Linked DNA regions of Mus musculus: regions 2, 3, 4 and 5 are each linked to region 1. Evidence: chromatin contacts called from public Hi-C data. All regions are on one chromosome and are shown on one strand. The core of a region is the stretch at or near the end of the contact, and the rest is flanking DNA. Distances in the headings are between cores, read along the strand shown. Region 1 has its middle 51 kb from the start of Gm30113. Region 2 has its middle 260 kb from the start of Pvt1. Region 3 overlaps Pvt1 (Pvt1 oncogene). Region 4 overlaps Pvt1 (Pvt1 oncogene). Region 5 overlaps Pvt1 (Pvt1 oncogene).

Evidence for each region. A called contact is a pair of places that touch in the nucleus more often than the background predicts.
Region 2: a Hi-C map of liver shows a contact between it and region 1, with 3 times the contacts expected there. The contact joins two enhancer-like sites. A contact is called at or near these places in 1 of 484 Hi-C or Micro-C datasets (liver) and 1 of 115 datasets of contacts at active chromatin or transcription factors (astrocytes).
Region 3: a Hi-C map of liver shows a contact between it and region 1, with 5 times the contacts expected there. The contact joins two enhancer-like sites. A contact is called at or near these places in 2 of 484 Hi-C or Micro-C datasets (liver and stem cell-derived neural stem cells) and 2 of 115 datasets of contacts at active chromatin or transcription factors (astrocytes and microglia).
Region 4: a contact with region 1 is called in a Hi-C map of liver, with 3 times the contacts expected there. The contact joins two enhancer-like sites. A contact is called at or near these places in 1 of 484 Hi-C or Micro-C datasets (liver) and 2 of 115 datasets of contacts at active chromatin or transcription factors (astrocytes and cardiomyocytes).
Region 5: a contact with region 1 is called in a Hi-C map of the N1E-115 cell line, with 4 times the contacts expected there. The contact joins two enhancer-like sites. A contact is called at or near these places in 1 of 484 Hi-C or Micro-C datasets (the N1E-115 cell line) and 2 of 115 datasets of contacts at active chromatin or transcription factors (astrocytes and stem cell-derived neural progenitor cells).

The regions. Positions count from the first base shown.
Region 1 is chr15:62,901,524-62,904,660 of GRCm38.p6, reverse strand. No RefSeq gene overlaps it. Among named protein-coding and RNA genes, the nearest start is that of Gm30113, 51 kb to the left of the region's middle. RefSeq lists an enhancer at 761-1,967. Within about 2 kb of position 1,335, at least 78 of the 459 cell types and tissues checked have an H3K27ac peak or open chromatin away from gene starts, as enhancers often do. A contact at or near this core is called in the N1E-115 cell line, liver and stem cell-derived neural stem cells, where this site is marked.
Region 2 is chr15:62,293,979-62,296,850 of GRCm38.p6, reverse strand. No RefSeq gene overlaps it. Among named protein-coding and RNA genes, the nearest start is that of Pvt1, 260 kb to the right of the region's middle. Within about 2 kb of position 1,375, at least 64 of the 459 cell types and tissues checked have an H3K27ac peak or open chromatin away from gene starts, as enhancers often do. A contact at or near this core is called in liver, where this site is marked.
Region 3 is chr15:62,078,259-62,081,532 of GRCm38.p6, reverse strand. The region is part of intron 1 of Pvt1 (Pvt1 oncogene); the gene reads right to left. Among named protein-coding and RNA genes, the nearest start is that of Pvt1, 42 kb to the right of the region's middle. Within about 2 kb of position 1,727, at least 192 of the 459 cell types and tissues checked have an H3K27ac peak or open chromatin away from gene starts, as enhancers often do. A contact at or near this core is called in liver and stem cell-derived neural stem cells, where this site is marked.
Region 4 is chr15:62,256,720-62,259,873 of GRCm38.p6, reverse strand. It overlaps Pvt1 (Pvt1 oncogene), which reads right to left. Exons shown (of 5, transcript NR_132747.1): 5 at 1-1,453. Among named protein-coding and RNA genes, the nearest start is that of Pvt1, 220 kb to the right of the region's middle. Within about 2 kb of position 1,698, at least 102 of the 459 cell types and tissues checked have an H3K27ac peak or open chromatin away from gene starts, as enhancers often do. A contact at or near this core is called in liver, where this site is marked.
Region 5 is chr15:62,221,281-62,224,330 of GRCm38.p6, reverse strand. The region is part of intron 2 of Pvt1 (Pvt1 oncogene); the gene reads right to left. Among named protein-coding and RNA genes, the nearest start is that of Pvt1, 180 kb to the right of the region's middle. Within about 2 kb of position 1,465, at least 62 of the 459 cell types and tissues checked have an H3K27ac peak or open chromatin away from gene starts, as enhancers often do. A contact at or near this core is called in the N1E-115 cell line, where this site is marked.

The DNA of each region.
Region 1 (3,137 bases), core at 86-2,585:
GTAAATGTTACAAGCCAAGGCCACAGACAACCCTAGAATTTCTTTCCCTCTCCATCATGACCACTTTCCCACTGGAAGTACTATTTCTATCCAGGAAAAAAATAATCTAGCTTCAGAGATCAGACATTCGTGTTTCCTGATTGTGGGTGGACTTCCAGGGGCAAAGGGTCAGCCTGTTTTACTGTCTCCACTGCCCTTTCTCATGTTCATTCAGTTTCTCAATCATGGGAATCCTTTTTTCTCCCTTCTATAGACTGAGTTCCACTTGTTATGGCTTTAAGGTTGCAAACATATGTAGCTGTCATAGTCCAGATTTTCAACTGTGGCTCAGTCTGTTGTCTTGTACTCTATTTTTACATGTCTTCTTTATGCTTCCTACATGTTAATTGCCTTCTTCACAAAATGGGATTAGAACATGTATTTTGCATTATAATGGCAACGCACACGAAATGCTTCATGCATAAGACACAATGTAGGATTATAATCTGAAATAAAATTGATGCCGAGCTAGGTTCTTTAGCTTTGTAAATCTTTTATCACTAGCATGCTGATTGATTCATAAAAATATTTTGTCAGGTTATTTTTTCCTTAAGCAATAAAACATTCTTCAGGATGATTACATCAATAATCCTGTATCAGTGAACTATTAGTGTAGGCAAATGATGATGATGTAGAGGAAGAGGAGGACTAGAAGGAGAAGGAAGAAGAGGAGAAGGGAAGAGAAGGAGGCTGTTTATCAGATGTAGGCTTTAGTGAGCTCCACCTTGAAGAAACTGTGTTCCCCTGTGCAGTTTTAACCCTGACCTTGCAGACTTAAGTCATCGTCTCTGCATTCGGGTACAGGTGTGTCATACACGTGTCCTTCCTGTCATAACGTAAGAAATTAATATGTGTGAGCTCCCTTTCCCTCACGACATGGTCTTTTGAAAACAATTCATTTGTACTCATCATTCTGTGGGATGTGTGCTCTTTTAAGCAATGTTGGTGGATGAAAGGCGCCTCAGATGGGATTCCTAATACAATGCACGGCCTAAAGCACGGATATCCCACCACCCCCACCATCCTGCTTCTCCCTATAATCCCAGATTTGTTTCTCATTTAGAAAAAATCGCTTCAACATTCAAAAGGAAACGGGGTCTTCCGAGGGAAGTCAAGTCTCTTTATACTTTGCCAGAAAACTTTCCCACAAAGAGGAAATTCTACAAATACTCAGATGACATCATTGAGAAAAGGCTCTTGTTCCCCCAGGGTCCAGCCTCCCTGGAAGATGACAAGGGTTAGGAATAGACAAACCTTGGCCACTTGTCGGATTTGGCAAGAGGCAGTCAACAGCTGGTCCAGCGGGTTAATTAGCCCTGCTCTCTGCTCCCGTCCAGCCTTTACTGGCAAAGGCAGAGGCAAGACGCTCTGGCCCACTTGCTTTTCTCTTTCTATTAACAAAGCCCAGTGCCATCGGATTACCTTGGCCTCCAGCCAGGCCTGCGTGCCCTTTGCCTGCCTGTGAGTTGCCATGGCGATGGTGATGTGCCTTTTGCCAACGAAGCAGCTGGCAGATGGGTAGCAGATTACCTGCCAAGCAGATTTACTAGCTCCAAAGTGCAGACCTCTCTTGAACAAGTGAAAGGGGTGGGGGCGGGGTGGGGTTTGTTTTCCACTCTCAGGAAATAAGAAGGGAGCATTTTCTACACCTTTTACCCCATTGGTTCTATTTTAATTTTCAAACAAAAGATGATTATTTGTCATCTGTCCAGATGCCCATCTGCTAAGTACATAGGCCTATCTGGTGTATTTTTTTTTAAGACAGTCAATAAACAATTTATTCTTTGCCTTTTCTGTAACACACATGCCACCGCCCTCAGCATCCTGAGTCAGGATGCAACGCTTTTTCAGGGATGATAGCTCCCAGGAAGTGAAAGCAATTACCATCTAGACAGAAAGGAGTGCCCACAGCAACAGAACTGTGAAAACTTGGAAACGGAAGAGTGTTGGTTGTACTTCCCAAGGAGGATATATCCAGGAAGTCTGGCTTCCTGAACTTTAGGGTGTCTGCTTGCATCTCAAATAATGATTAAGGATTAATTGTGTCCAGTTAGCTTTTATCCATGTTCAGCATAGTTTTAACTTTCAAAGACACACACACTATTGAGGCTGCCATCCCAAATTCAGAGGAAGGAGTACAGTGGGTGGCAAGGGTGTAGAATAGCATGAATCTAAGATCTATGTCTGGGAAAGAGTCAGAAGAAGTAAACTGGTAAGTTTCTGTGCTTCTTCCAGTCTTCCTGGGTGTGCTAGAGGGATACACTTCCCAGATGATTGGACACTAGTAAAGGTTATGTCATTAATCATCAGAGGAAGGCAAATCAAAACCACCAGGAGTTGTTTCCTCGACCCAGTCAAGAATGGCCATTACGAAAAAGACCAAAGATAACTAGTGCTGTGTGTAGAGAAAAGGAAACCCTTGCACACTGCTGGTGGGAATGCAAATCAGTCCAGCCATATGGAAAACAGTATGGAGGTTCCTCGAAAAAATTAAAAATAGAACCACCATATGATCTAGCAATACTAGCTCTGGGTACATATCCAAAAGAAATTAAATCAGTATGTTGAAAAGATGTGTACTGTCCCACGCTTACTCCAGCACTATTGACAATAGCTGAGAAGTGAAAACAACACACACATCCATCAACAGATGAGTAGATGAAGGAAGTGTGATACATAGGTATGATGAAATATTATTTGGCTATAAGAGAAGATGTTTTCCTGTCATTTGTAACACTATGGGTAGAACATGGAAGTGATACTATCAAATGAACTAAGTCAAGTACCATTTCTGATCTGTCTCATACATAGAGGTCTAAAAGAATCGATCTCATAGAAAGTTACAATAAAATGCCGGTTCCTGTAGGCTTGGGAAGATGGGGAAGGGGAAGATTGAAAAGTTGATCATACAAGTGTAATAAATTATACTATAATAAGAGGTAGACATTCAGTAGAGTGAGTATGAATAACAATTGGCAACTGCATAATGCAAAAATCAGTTAAGTTTCCACCATGAGAAGTGATGAGTTCAAACAATTAGATATGTTCATCTCAACTTACAAATTGCAGATGGAGTATATGTGTCAAAAACATCGCAC
Region 2 (2,872 bases), core at 126-2,625, 610 kb after region 1:
AAAAACAGATGACTAACATAAGAACACCTTGTAAGATCCTCTACAGATGCGGGCAGTGCTTTCTACTCTATGTTATTTCATAGACATTGGGAGAACCCAAAACTTACTCTAGAAGCCAATTGCATAAACTATATTGGACTTCCATTTCTTAGGGAAGTAAGCCAAGGCAAAAGTGGGAGACAGAAAAAATAAAAAGAGTCCAAGATGGAGTGGAACAGGCATGATTCCTACCACTGTTCTGTTCCCTCCTAGTACCCATTCTGGTTTTTAGTTCTACCTTAGTTCCTTCATGATTACAATTTCACTACCTCTATGCACTCTATGAGGGTGAGTTCAGTGATGTTTTCATAGCTAGATCATCATAGCTTGGCCCTGTGTCAGTTACATAGAGGATGAGCAATAAACACCAGGTAGGAGGAATTTAATATTAAACAAAGTGAAAGGTGTTTATAAGTTCACATAGAGAAAGAGCTTGGAAATGGAGGAATGTTTATTTTTTTATTCTGAGCTTTGAAAATAGAGGCCATAGGGTCTCCTAGACCTATATTCCCCAGCTAAGAATTAATAATATTACACCCACAAAATACATCCAAGGAGATAAAGCCACTAACCCTCAGACTTGACAAATTGAGTTTGATCCTCAGGACCCACAGGGTGGAAGGAAAGAACCAACTTCTACAAGTTGTACTCTAATCTTCACAACTATGCCATGGCATATTGTACAGGTACACACACACACACACACACACACACACACACACACCATGCATGCACACACAAATAAGTGTAATTTAAAAATTATTTTTAAAGCAGTGATATCAATCTATGAAGATAAATGAGACGAGGTGTATAATAATGATGTCAACTGTCATTTATTGATTCCTGCGGCCTATGCCAGGCCTGTTGTGCATACTAACTCTAATTTTCTAAATGGTGCTAGAAACTTTCTATTATCCCCATTTGAAGATGAAATAGCGAAGGCTCAGCAAGTCCTTAATAACTGCCACTTAAATCCAGCTCATCCATAAGGAGGTGGCACTGTAAAGGCTGGATGGCAAGGATGCAAGGCAGAAGGTTACCCTAATCTGAGTTCGCCAGGGTCCAGGCAGCTACGCCTATAGCAGGCTACAGAGTCAGAGTTTGAAGTGAGAAAAATCGAATGGGCTGACACACTTTACCAAAGACTCAAGTTCCAAGTAGGGTAGAAAGCCATCTGGCACCCCTGCTGCTCACAGCACAGCCACCTGGGTGCCCTTCTTTCTTCCTTTCCTCTCCTCCCTGCACCTAAAACAAACCTGTCCTGCAGGGAGCGAGAGCCAGAGCAAAGAAGCTGGGCTCCTCCCCCTTGCTTTGGGAGCAGAAGAGAAGACAGGAGGAAATTGTGCCAAAGGTCATGGTGTTCTGGTCAGCGTGTTCCAGCTTTGAAACTCTGAGAGCTGCCAGGGTCCAGGCAAGAAAAAAAAAAATGCTGCAGGCTGATCCACCTGCCAGCTCCGAAAAGCTCCAGCTGGGCTGCAGCCTCCATGGCAACTGCACCCAGCAAGCAAGGTTAAGATCCCCAGAGATTTCATTCCAGCCCCAGCAGCAGCACGGGAACCTGTGACTGCAGGAATGGCTAAGCTAGAAAGTACACAGGTCTTCAGAGTTGTGCCTGCAGACATTGCTGTCTTTGTCTCCCAAACCCTGCCTTATATATATCCTCGTTCCCAAAGTCCCCCAAAGGATAATAATCGTTTCTTCACTCCTGGGCTTTCTTTTTCCCATACTTTGCTTAGTGCTGAATCCTCCCATCTAATGTTGATATTCACTTTCTGAGAACCTGACACAGGGCCAAACTGTGACTGATTGTGGAACCACTATTCTCCTTGTAAAGTACACAGCTCGAGAGAGAAACTAGGCACTGAGTAGGCAAACTAAGATAGAACTAAAAATAGATTAGGTTCTTTGAGGACTCTATAGAAGAGGAAAGCAAACAGGAGTCCTATCAAGGTTTCTTTGGGTAGAAAACTCTGAGGTGAAGGACTGAAGAGTCAGCAGGAAGCTGCCATGTGGGGCCAGTAGTTGGGGGTAAGGGTTGTTAGCAAAGATGGAGAGATGGAGAACAAAGGTCCTGGGACAGGAAAAAAAAGAGGAGAAAATGTAAGGATCTGAAGCAGTGAAGAAGTATGATGCATGAGCAGGTGTTACCAACACAACCGGAGGGCGTTGAAAATACTCCTGATGTCTGGATGTCCCAGTTTCCCATCAAAAGATTATGAAAAGTTCTGAAGAGGTCTCTCAGTTGAAGGGATGCAGTAGCAACCTGAACCAGAAGAAGAAGAAGAAGAAGAAGAAGAAGAAGAAGAAGAAGAAGAAGAAGAAGAAGAAGAGGAGGAGGAGGAGGAGGAGGAGGAGGAGGAGGAGGAGGAGGAGGAGGAGGAGGAGGAGGAGGAGGAGGAGGAGGAGGAGGAGTAATAGTATGAAAATCAGTATGGGTATATCCTCTGCATGAAGCTAGTCCTGCACAAAATGTTGTCAGTGGTGGTCCTGACCCCACCTCCACCCCTAAAAAAAAAATGCTTAATGTGACTGATGTTTTCATTATCACTACAGCATCACCTTTCTGGCTCTAACTTCATCTTCTGTTGGTTTTCCCCAAAAAAATGGCAGACAAAATGGGATTGACGTACACAGCCCTAAGAACCCTAAAGGATGTCTTATAGAAGAATCCACACTGAAGACCTAGGGTGACACAGACTCAAATCTACCTCATGACTTAGGCTTAGGTTTGCAGGTGACCAGCCTTGCTAGGACTCATTTTTCTGTTCTGCAGAGTGAGGGTGATGATCCCTATATCTTAGTGCAGTGGCCAAATCTTAACACGACTCAGGAA
Region 3 (3,274 bases), core at 478-2,977, 820 kb after region 1:
GTGGCATAAATAAATGCATGCAAGCACTCACCACACACGGATTGTTTGTTTGTTTGTTTGTTTGTTTGGAGACAGGGTTTCTCTGTGTAGCCCTGGCTGTCCTGGAACTCACTCTGTAGATCAGGCTGGCCTCGAACTCAGAGATCTGCCTGCCTCTGCCTCCCAAGTGCTGGGATTAAAGGCGTGAGCCAACACTGCCTTGCCACACACGAATTCATACGTGCACACATAAATAAAATAAACATAATAGGATATATTTTTATAGTGTCACTAAAAATGAATCCCGAGGTAGAAAAAAGGAAAGGATCAAAAAGGTAGGTCCAGATCACAGAGGCAACTGTTGTACATCAGTTTGTGAAAAACTACTCACATGGCCATCCTTTTTGAAAGGCCCCAATGCTGGATGATGTCCTTAGAAAATGAATCATTCCTGGACACAAGAGAGTTCTGAAAGCTTCTATCAAAACCAGAAATCTGGTGGCATAGCCTATAACTGCACTAGGAAGACAGGGAAGGGGGGATCAGAAGGTTGGGAACAACCTTGTTCTACAGCAACACTCTATTAGAAATTTCCCCATCACCATCTGCCTTTATGCTACTATTCAAAATGCCCGCCTTCGAAGCGTGTCCATACCCAAAGCTCTTTCCAGCTCACTCATCACCTTCCATAGAAGGTAACAATGGCCTCCTAATCATCTCTCTAGTCATGAGGTTCCTGGTGAATTCAAAGGATGACTGTTTTCCATCTTGCCCTACAGATCTTTGAGGTCTAGCCCATCTGGCCCCAGTGGATAAGTGGTGGCTGAACACTGGACCACTTCCACAAGTGGCTCACATCAGCACTAACACATGGGTCATCAGCCTTACCTAGGAAGCCATAAAACAGACTCCTTCCCAAAGGATGGGTTAGGCTTTAGAACTAGCACTAGCCGGCAGAGGTGACTCCACCAAAGCCACATGAGCAGAGGAAAAGTTCTAGAGCCCAAACCCTTGCAGTATGTCCTGTGCTAGCACAACTATGCAACCAACCATCTTTCCACTCAGGGTCAGCTAGGGCTCTATCTCCAGTGCTACCGGACAGATACAGTATATACAGAGTCCTCCCTGCCAAGCTCCTAGCTGTTCCCTGCCCCCAACAGTTGAAAGCCCTCCTCTATCAGAGGCCAGATCGGGCCTCAGCATTCAGTCTCACCCCATAGAGAGCCTAGGCCTTCTAAAGACATTTTTATTTGTCTAAAGACATTTTACCTTGGGAGTTGGCTTCCTGCACTACAGGACAGCTGCCTTAAGAGGAAGACTCGAGGCAACCAGATTGGGTGGGGGTTTGGGGGAGGGGTGCTAAACTGAGTCAGGCAGGTCTGAGCATCAAATTCTAGATACTCTGATATTCTGACTTATGCTTCTCACTCTGCCTCTGAACTGGTATCATCTACTAGACCCCATTCCTTCAAACACCAAATGGGTATAAGGACAGTGAGATTTAATACACAAGAATTCTTCCACTTGTTCACTAAAAAAAAAAAAAAAAAAAAAAAAAAAAAAAAAAAAAAGATTGAATTCTCAAGGTAGCTTCAGGATGCTCCCAAAACACGCACGATACAAGAAAGTTGGCTGATCTTCCTGAGACGCACCTAGGGCCCAGGAATCTGCCCTACTTCACTCTTGCCCCAGCTTGCTTAATCACCGCCCTGGCTCCCTGCCTGTCAGCCAGCTGCTGACTTGAATTGAACTTTTGGATTCTGAATCCTAGCTGGCAGCCCGAGGTGTGTATCACTCCCTAGCCTACACACATAGGCCTAGAAAGGAATCAGGGTAAAAGAGTCCTTGAGGAGGACAGAGAGGGTCAAATGCCAGTGTGAACTGCCTTTAAATGCCCCAAGAGTCAGGACAGCCCATCTGGGTCCCACACAAGGGCTCACTGTTGAGTACACAGCTGTACCACTTGTGACTCAGAGAATGACTCAGCAGTCCACTAGAAGAGCATGCAGAAAAGCTTTTGAGTCACTTCTAGAAGGGGGGGGGGGGGGTGTGCCAAGCTACCAGCACAGCTCAGTCCAGAGGAATGCCCTCCCCTGCCAGCCTTGCCCACTGCCTGAGATTCATACACTCGGTATCCCAGCAGGGGCACGTGATGGGCCTGACACTGGGCCAGGCCAAATAGGCAGGGGCAACAAAAGTCCCATTTCCCGGCTGGGATGAGATCATTGTGAAGCGGGGGAGAAAGGAAGCAGGATCCAGGACCCAAGAAGGGGTGGGGATGGCCAGGAAGTCAGCAAGCATCCCTGCTAGGATAGAACAGGGAACAAAGGGGCAAAATAGAGCCTGGGCCCAAGGGCACAATGGGACCCCCAGTGTAAATTACTCTGAATGGCACACAGACTCAGAGAGTATCTTGTACCACCCCCATCCCCAACCTCCCACATTTCCCTCCTTCTTCATTCATCTTTATTTATTAGAACTCAACTTTGGTTACTCAGCCCAGCAAATACACCCCTACAGAAAGCTTCTGTCACAACCAGCTTGAGTCAAGATATACTGTGGAGACCTCTACATCAGCATGCCCCTCCCCTCCCGCAGAGTCCCTCTATTCTATTCCTTCTTTATGGGACCTGTGCAGCTCCTGCTGCAGCTCTTCCATACAGACTTCCAGGAGAAGTGAGAAACTTGCTTTCTTTCTCAGCAACCTCTAGGTTGGCAAAGTCACAAGAGCATTGCCCTACAAGCTGAAGAGCATGCTCTATATTAGAGCAAAGGCGGGCCAAGCCCCTGGAGGGATCACTATCAAAGAGCATCCAGGTCATTCACTTAAGGCTGGGCATGGTGGCCACATACCCTTGGCCCCAGTGTTTGAGAGGCAGAGGCAGGACAATCTTTGAGTTAGAGACTAGCCTGGCCTTCATAGCAAGCTCAAGGACAGCCAGGACTACTTAGAGACCCTGTCTCAAAAATAGAGAGAAAGAGAGAAAGAGAGAGAGAAAGAAAGGAAGGAAGGAAGGAAGGAAGGAAGGAAGGAAGGAAGGAAGGAAGGAAGGAAGGAAGGAAGAAAAAAGAGGGAGAGAGGGAGGGAGGGAGGGAGGGAGGGAGGGAGGGAGGGAGGGAGGGAGGGAGGGAGGGAGGAAGGGACCAGAAGTTGAGAAAGGTAGGTAGTCACCTATGTCTTCCTGATAATAAGGAATGGCCAATGGCCTCAGCTCATTTTACTCAGCCTTGTTTTGGTTCTCTGGCTTTACCTCCTCGTCTTGCTGAGATGCTGCAAAGTATACCATTCAATTGT
Region 4 (3,154 bases), core at 449-2,948, 650 kb after region 1:
TTCATACCCCTTACCAGGAGAAGCATCATCCGCACTCCTCAGATAGGAAACAAAGATGCTGGTAGGGAACGTGCCAGGGCTCATGAGAACAGAGTTGGGCCTCCAGAGAAAACGATGAGCATGAGATCTTAGAAATCCAGGCTACTTCTCAGAGCATAACCAAGACTCAGTTCCAACGTGGAGACTATGTTTCCACTTCCATCCGAGGTAAGAGGCCCTCCCTCTATTGTAGGTTGTTCCTGAGCTGCTTAGGCCAGTGCTTTTGCCAGGAAGAAAGAAGTAGAGGACACTTCCAACCTGGGAGAAGCCCAGAAGACGCTCTTCTCTAAAGAGAACGTGTCCCTTGTATGAATGATGCAGACATCCAGAGGACAGGGAGGGCTGCAAGTCCACTTAGCTGGAGATTCGGAACTGACAGGCATAGCCTTGCCTGAAGGCCAGGCCTTTATCCATCTTAAGATGGCTTGGACCTGTGAAAGGAATTCTGATAGGAAGAATATAGAGATGGCTGCCTGGCTGCCTCCAGGAGTTTGACACACACTGTGCCACACACAGTAGGCAGCTATGCCCCTGTTTCTGTGTCCAACTCCAGGCTATGGCCAGGCAGGACATGTCATGGCTGGTCAGCATGGTTGTACCTACTCAGTTGAATCATTAAGCAAGAGCTAGAGCTATGGACACCATGCTTATATAATACAGACAGAATGAAGACAGGGAAACTGAGGCCCAGGAGCCACTAGGGATCTCTGCAAATAACAATGCTCCAGGCACCATAGTAAACTTTTTCTGAAGATCGCTAAGGATATTGAATCCTCACAATGGCACAGTGCACTCTTATACGTCACTGCCCTAGTGTTTTTTCCTATTGCTGTGATAAACACCACGACCAACAGTAACAGAGAGGAAAGAAGGGTTTGTTTGGCTTACATGTTTGCATCAGTCATTCGCTGAGGAAATTAAGGGCAGGAGCAGAGACAGGGACCATGGAGGAGACCTACTTACTGGCTTGCTCCCAGGCGCATGCTTAGCTTCCCTTCTGATATAAGCCAGGACCCCATGTCCAGGAGATGGCACCACCCACAGTGGGCTAAGCTGTCCTCCATCAATTAGCAACTATGAAAAGGCCTCAGAGACATGCCTACGGGCTAATCAAATGTAGGCAACTCCTCAACGGAGATTCCTTCTTCCCAGGTACCAGGGAATATCAAAGTGACCAAAAAGCAAATAGCAGAGCCATGTGTACTGTAACCTATATTGTCAATCAGTGTGTTGTAGGTGTGACCGTGGTTAGAAACCTTAAGCATGAGCCATTTCCGGGGTTGTTCTTGCTCTCCTTATGAAGAGGATAGTGAGGATGAACTCAGGCTGTTTAGCACTATCCATCTTTTTCCCCAACACGCTCATGTCCTTTAATATTTGACTCCTGTTGGAAAACCACACTGGAGAGCCGAGCCTGTAGGAAAAAGAAAGTGGAGAAGGTAAAAGAATTGTCTTGGAGCCACTGAAGACCTAAGCTTTTCCCCTTCTAGTCCCCCAGAAGGGGAAAGAAACTGTATTTGCCAGCAGACTTAGGGATGGTTCTGAATAAAGGTTTGCACGCTTTTCCAGAGTGCAAACAATGCTAGCTAGGGACAGCCCTGAGGCTCATGGGCACACAGGCTTAGCAGGCAAGGAGGCGGGGCTGGATGGAGCTGGACAGGACCCAGCACACAGCTTTGTATAATGAGCTCAGTCAGCCCTGTGGGGTCACTCCAGAACACCAGGGCAACCTCCGTACCAGAAAAACAAACTCATGATCCCTGGCCAGGCAGGCACCATCCAAAGAGTAAACAGGAGTGATCACACCCCAGGGACCCCCCCCCCCCAATACTCCTCCCTGTCCTGTTGGGCTAATAATAATCTCAGTAAGTAACATGCACAGTGGATTAATGTGTCAGGCACATGGGCCCAGGGGCTTGTATACACCTTTTTAACCATCAGAAAGCCCTTGGTGTGAGTGGACAGGAAAAACAACTTCCAGCATTCTGCGGCAGCATACAGGAAAGAGGAGCTACAACATATCACAAGAGAGCCGCCAGGTTGTGACTGTTTCCATACACAATGATGTTTTTGAGATGATTGACAACTCATTAGCCTGACCCCAATTGTACGTTTGCATGTATTGAGATGCCTTACCACACCGATAAATATACACAATTACCATAAAATATGGGAATGATTAAAAAAATATCCATTTTACAAGTGAGAAATTAGGATTCACGGGTCCCTTAAGCTATATAATAGTAGAATGTAAGTGAGACTCTAGGCTGCTCCAGTGACTGCCACATGAGGTTGGGTTGCTGGAGCTGGCACAGTGAATGCATATACACAGATAAGCATGTCACTAAGGAGCCTTGTCTCATTGGTAAAATGGGACCACAGGTTCTAGGCTGGCATTGTGGATGGAGATACAGCTGTTCATAACTGACAAGCATCCTGTAGTTGCCTGTAGTTCCTGTGTAACTTGTGTAGGATCTCAGGCTCACAGCCTCTGACATCTCCCACACTGTGGGATGAAACTAACTTTGGATCTGAAGTTTCCTGTGTGCTCCCACAAGGACCCAACCCAGCCCTGGGCAGTGCTTTCAATTTGATGAAACCTTTAAAGTTCAAGCCTAACAGTAGTTCCAAAGGTCTTACAGGAATGTGTGTTCAGTCCCTGGTCACCCCTCCTACTCCAGCATTTTTTGCCCTTCTGTTCTTTCACCTTATTTTGCATAATTGTGTATTAAAATATCCATACTCCCTTGTGCAAACATTGAAGGGCAGGGCAATCCTTTTATCCTTGAACTATAACAAAAATAAGTTAGGGACTGGATGCTATGTCTCCATATCCATGTGATACAATACTGACCTCTGTTCTGGGGGTGGGATGCGTTGTGTGAGTTTGTGTGTGTATGTGCATGTGTCTGGGTAGGCTCTGGTGGTGTGTTAATTGGTGTGTTACTATGACAGAGTACCTGCAGAGTAGCCTGAGGGAGGAGATGTTTATTGTTGGCTCATGATTTTAACGGATTTCGACCTTTAAAAGAGAAAGAGGTACAGTGGCTGGTGGTATTCATGGTGTGAGCAGCAGCTTTTGTCAGATCAGAAAGCAGAGAGGGAAGCAAGGGCC
Region 5 (3,050 bases), core at 216-2,715, 680 kb after region 1:
GCAGAGCTGGACAGGACAGGACAAGACTTCCCAAAAATCAGGAAGGAAAGAAGCCTGATCGTGGGCCTTTTATACAAGTCACATTCCCAAAGCATGGAGTCAACCAGGTCCATGATGGTACCCCATCTGCAGTGAGCTTTTCCTCAGAACAGGTCTCGGGGTCTGCATAAACTCTTTTCCTTCAGAAAGCCATGGCCTTGAAATTGAGACCCTCAAAACTAGTCATGGGAGAGATAGAAAGATCTGACATCACTTCATCCTGCTATAGACAAAGAAACTGAGGCTTTAAGGGGACCACTTGGCAAGTAACACAGGGATGGCACGTTCTGTGTAGACCTTCTGTGTAGATACTGTCTGAATTAGGAAAGTACCAGCAGTGTGTCAGAGGGAGAACAAACTCCAGGTCTGTCCTCCCGATAGAAGCTGAGCATTTCACAGTTCAGTCACCCTGTGGATGCATCCATACAACTCAACTTCCAGGACAGAGCACAAGGCACAGAGCCTCTAGGAAGCTGACTTGGGAGGAGCATAGAAGCGTTCCAACAGCTTGGTTTTAGTAGGAACAGAGATACCCTACCCTACAGAGCCATTGCATAGAAAGCCAGGCTTTGTCCATGCAGCAGGGGATTGCCTGTGCTCCTAGAAAGGGGAGCCTGACACAGGCTGGGGCTCCGCCTCCACCCAATGTTGGCCTGCACCATTATGAGGTTCCCCTCTTCCTTTCTCACTCCCCTCTGCCTAGTCGCTATCAGAGCATCCACATGCAAAAATCTCTAAAGGACCCACTTCTGACAAGGCAAGCCTAGCAGGCCTGGTTGTCATAAGAGATGAAGGCCAGCTGATGCCTGCAACAGCATCAGCTGTCCACTCCTAGGCATCAAGCCCTTCCCACCACCCACCGTGCCAGCCCAGGACATAGAGGTCTGGCAGCCATTGAAAAGAAAAGCTCCTATCTCTGACTCCTCAGCCTCTGATAAGAAATGTCATCCCTTGCTGGGTAATATTACTCTGCTAGATAAGGATCTCTATCTCCTCCAACATATGGCTCACTACAGAACACAGGGTCTGCTGGAGCAGGATAATTTATGCGCTTAAGCTGCAAACCCTGGGCAGTTTGAGAAGTGCATCGAACAGAACAAGAGTCAAATTATAACCTCTTCTGACCTGGCCTTGGGATTCCTCCCTGAGAAATGACAGCAACCTCCTCTACTCTACACACAATAAGCACTTTCACCCTCCTGCTGTCTCTAAAGGGCATTTGCACCAGCGTTATCAAGGCTCATCCTCACCAGGACCTCCAAAGCCGCACTTAAGTCTTCTTTTGCAGATCAGGAAATTGAGATTCAACAAGGGTGAGTAACACAGCCAAGGTCACCCAGGCAGCCGTACCCAGAGCACAGACTCAAACCCCAACAGATCTGACTCACCAGCACACTGTCAGATGGGGAGGCTGATCCAAGCCTCTGGGTTGTCTCTGCTCCAACAACTAAATCAATTAAGTCAGATCTGCCCAGGCTTAACTGGCAATGTCAGCTCCACACTGTAATCTCAAAGGTCCATTTCGATCATTCACCGCTCCTGATTTCTCTGAAGCCTGGGAAGGATGAGGAAGCCTTGTTGAGTCAAGATACTCAAGGAGAGGAAGGGGGCAGGGATGGGACCAGAAGAGGGAGAGAGGAGAGTGGGACTTAGATACTGGCTTCATGCACTCAAGGAGTAGAAGGTAGAAAGAAATTGCGGGAAAATTCTCTCTTCTCTATTGATTCATTCATTCGTTCATTCATTTGTTCATTCATTCGTATCCCTGGACAATCCATTACATGTCCATTCTGGCTTGGCCCTGGTAATCTCACTGTATCTGTAAGCAGTGCTAGACTAGACTTCATGAAAGACTGACAGGTCAGCGAAGAGACAGAGATAACAGAACATGACAGGGGTACCGTGTCTGCAGTAGATTGAATGGCTGATGTGGGGGACCGTGGCTGTGTGTTAAGGAGGAGATGGAAGTGAACCTCACACTCTGCTATTTTATACCCTCCTTTAAAAAAGCCAAGTCATCATGGCTAAGATTGGTGCTATTCTTTAGAGTGATTATTTCAACCATGTTCTGCATTGCCTCCAAGATCCATTAGTAACTACAATTGAACAATTTTAATTGACAAATAAAAATTACACATATTTATGGTATATATAATTGGTATATGGTATATATAATATGGCATATTTTATATATATATGCACATTGTAGAAGTCTAAATTCAACTAATTAATATGTGCATAAGTCATATACTTTTCTTTCCAGCTGACTCTTTTAAATAGCTATATAGCATTTCATTTTATAAAGATGTCCCAATTCAATAACCACAGCTAATAAAACTGAAGAGAGAAGTTACCCAGCCCTTCGCTAGGCAATCTCTAGGAGCTACTTCAGCTCCTTAGGGTGGCCGTACCTAAGACATCTTTCAGATATCCTTCAGATACATGAAGGATACAAGATGCGGTTAATTAATAACAGACTCAAAACCATCCTGAGTTATCACATTTGTAGAATCTCTCTTTGGTCCACTTGAAAGTGAGGAAAGTAAGAAAGGAGAAATAAATTTAGTGTTGTGGGTGGGCCACTTATGGAAAAAAGGACTAAGATGGGTCAGGGTGGATGGCTGGTTCTAATTTCAGTCTCTTTTACTACTGTCATGTGACCTTGATGTCATTGGGGACCTCAGCTTATCCCACGGCAGAGTGGAATAGGAATGGACCTGTCAGACAACGTCCATATTTGAGATTAAGCTGTATGTTTGATAGTCACACTGAGGAGTTATGGAAGCTATTATCTAGGCCTCCTGCAACTGCAGAGAGTGAAGGAGACTCAGGTGCACTCTTCCATGAATTTTTACACAGGGGAAAAGAGATCAAGGAGCAGTCATGCCGGCTACATGAAAGTTTTCCTCAGGCCCACCGCACGGGTGTCAGCAAGGGGACCAGGTGGGGCCAGAGATAGGGCAGGAGCTCAGGGTGTGACAGAGGGCTGCCCAGAGAGGCATTCAGATAGG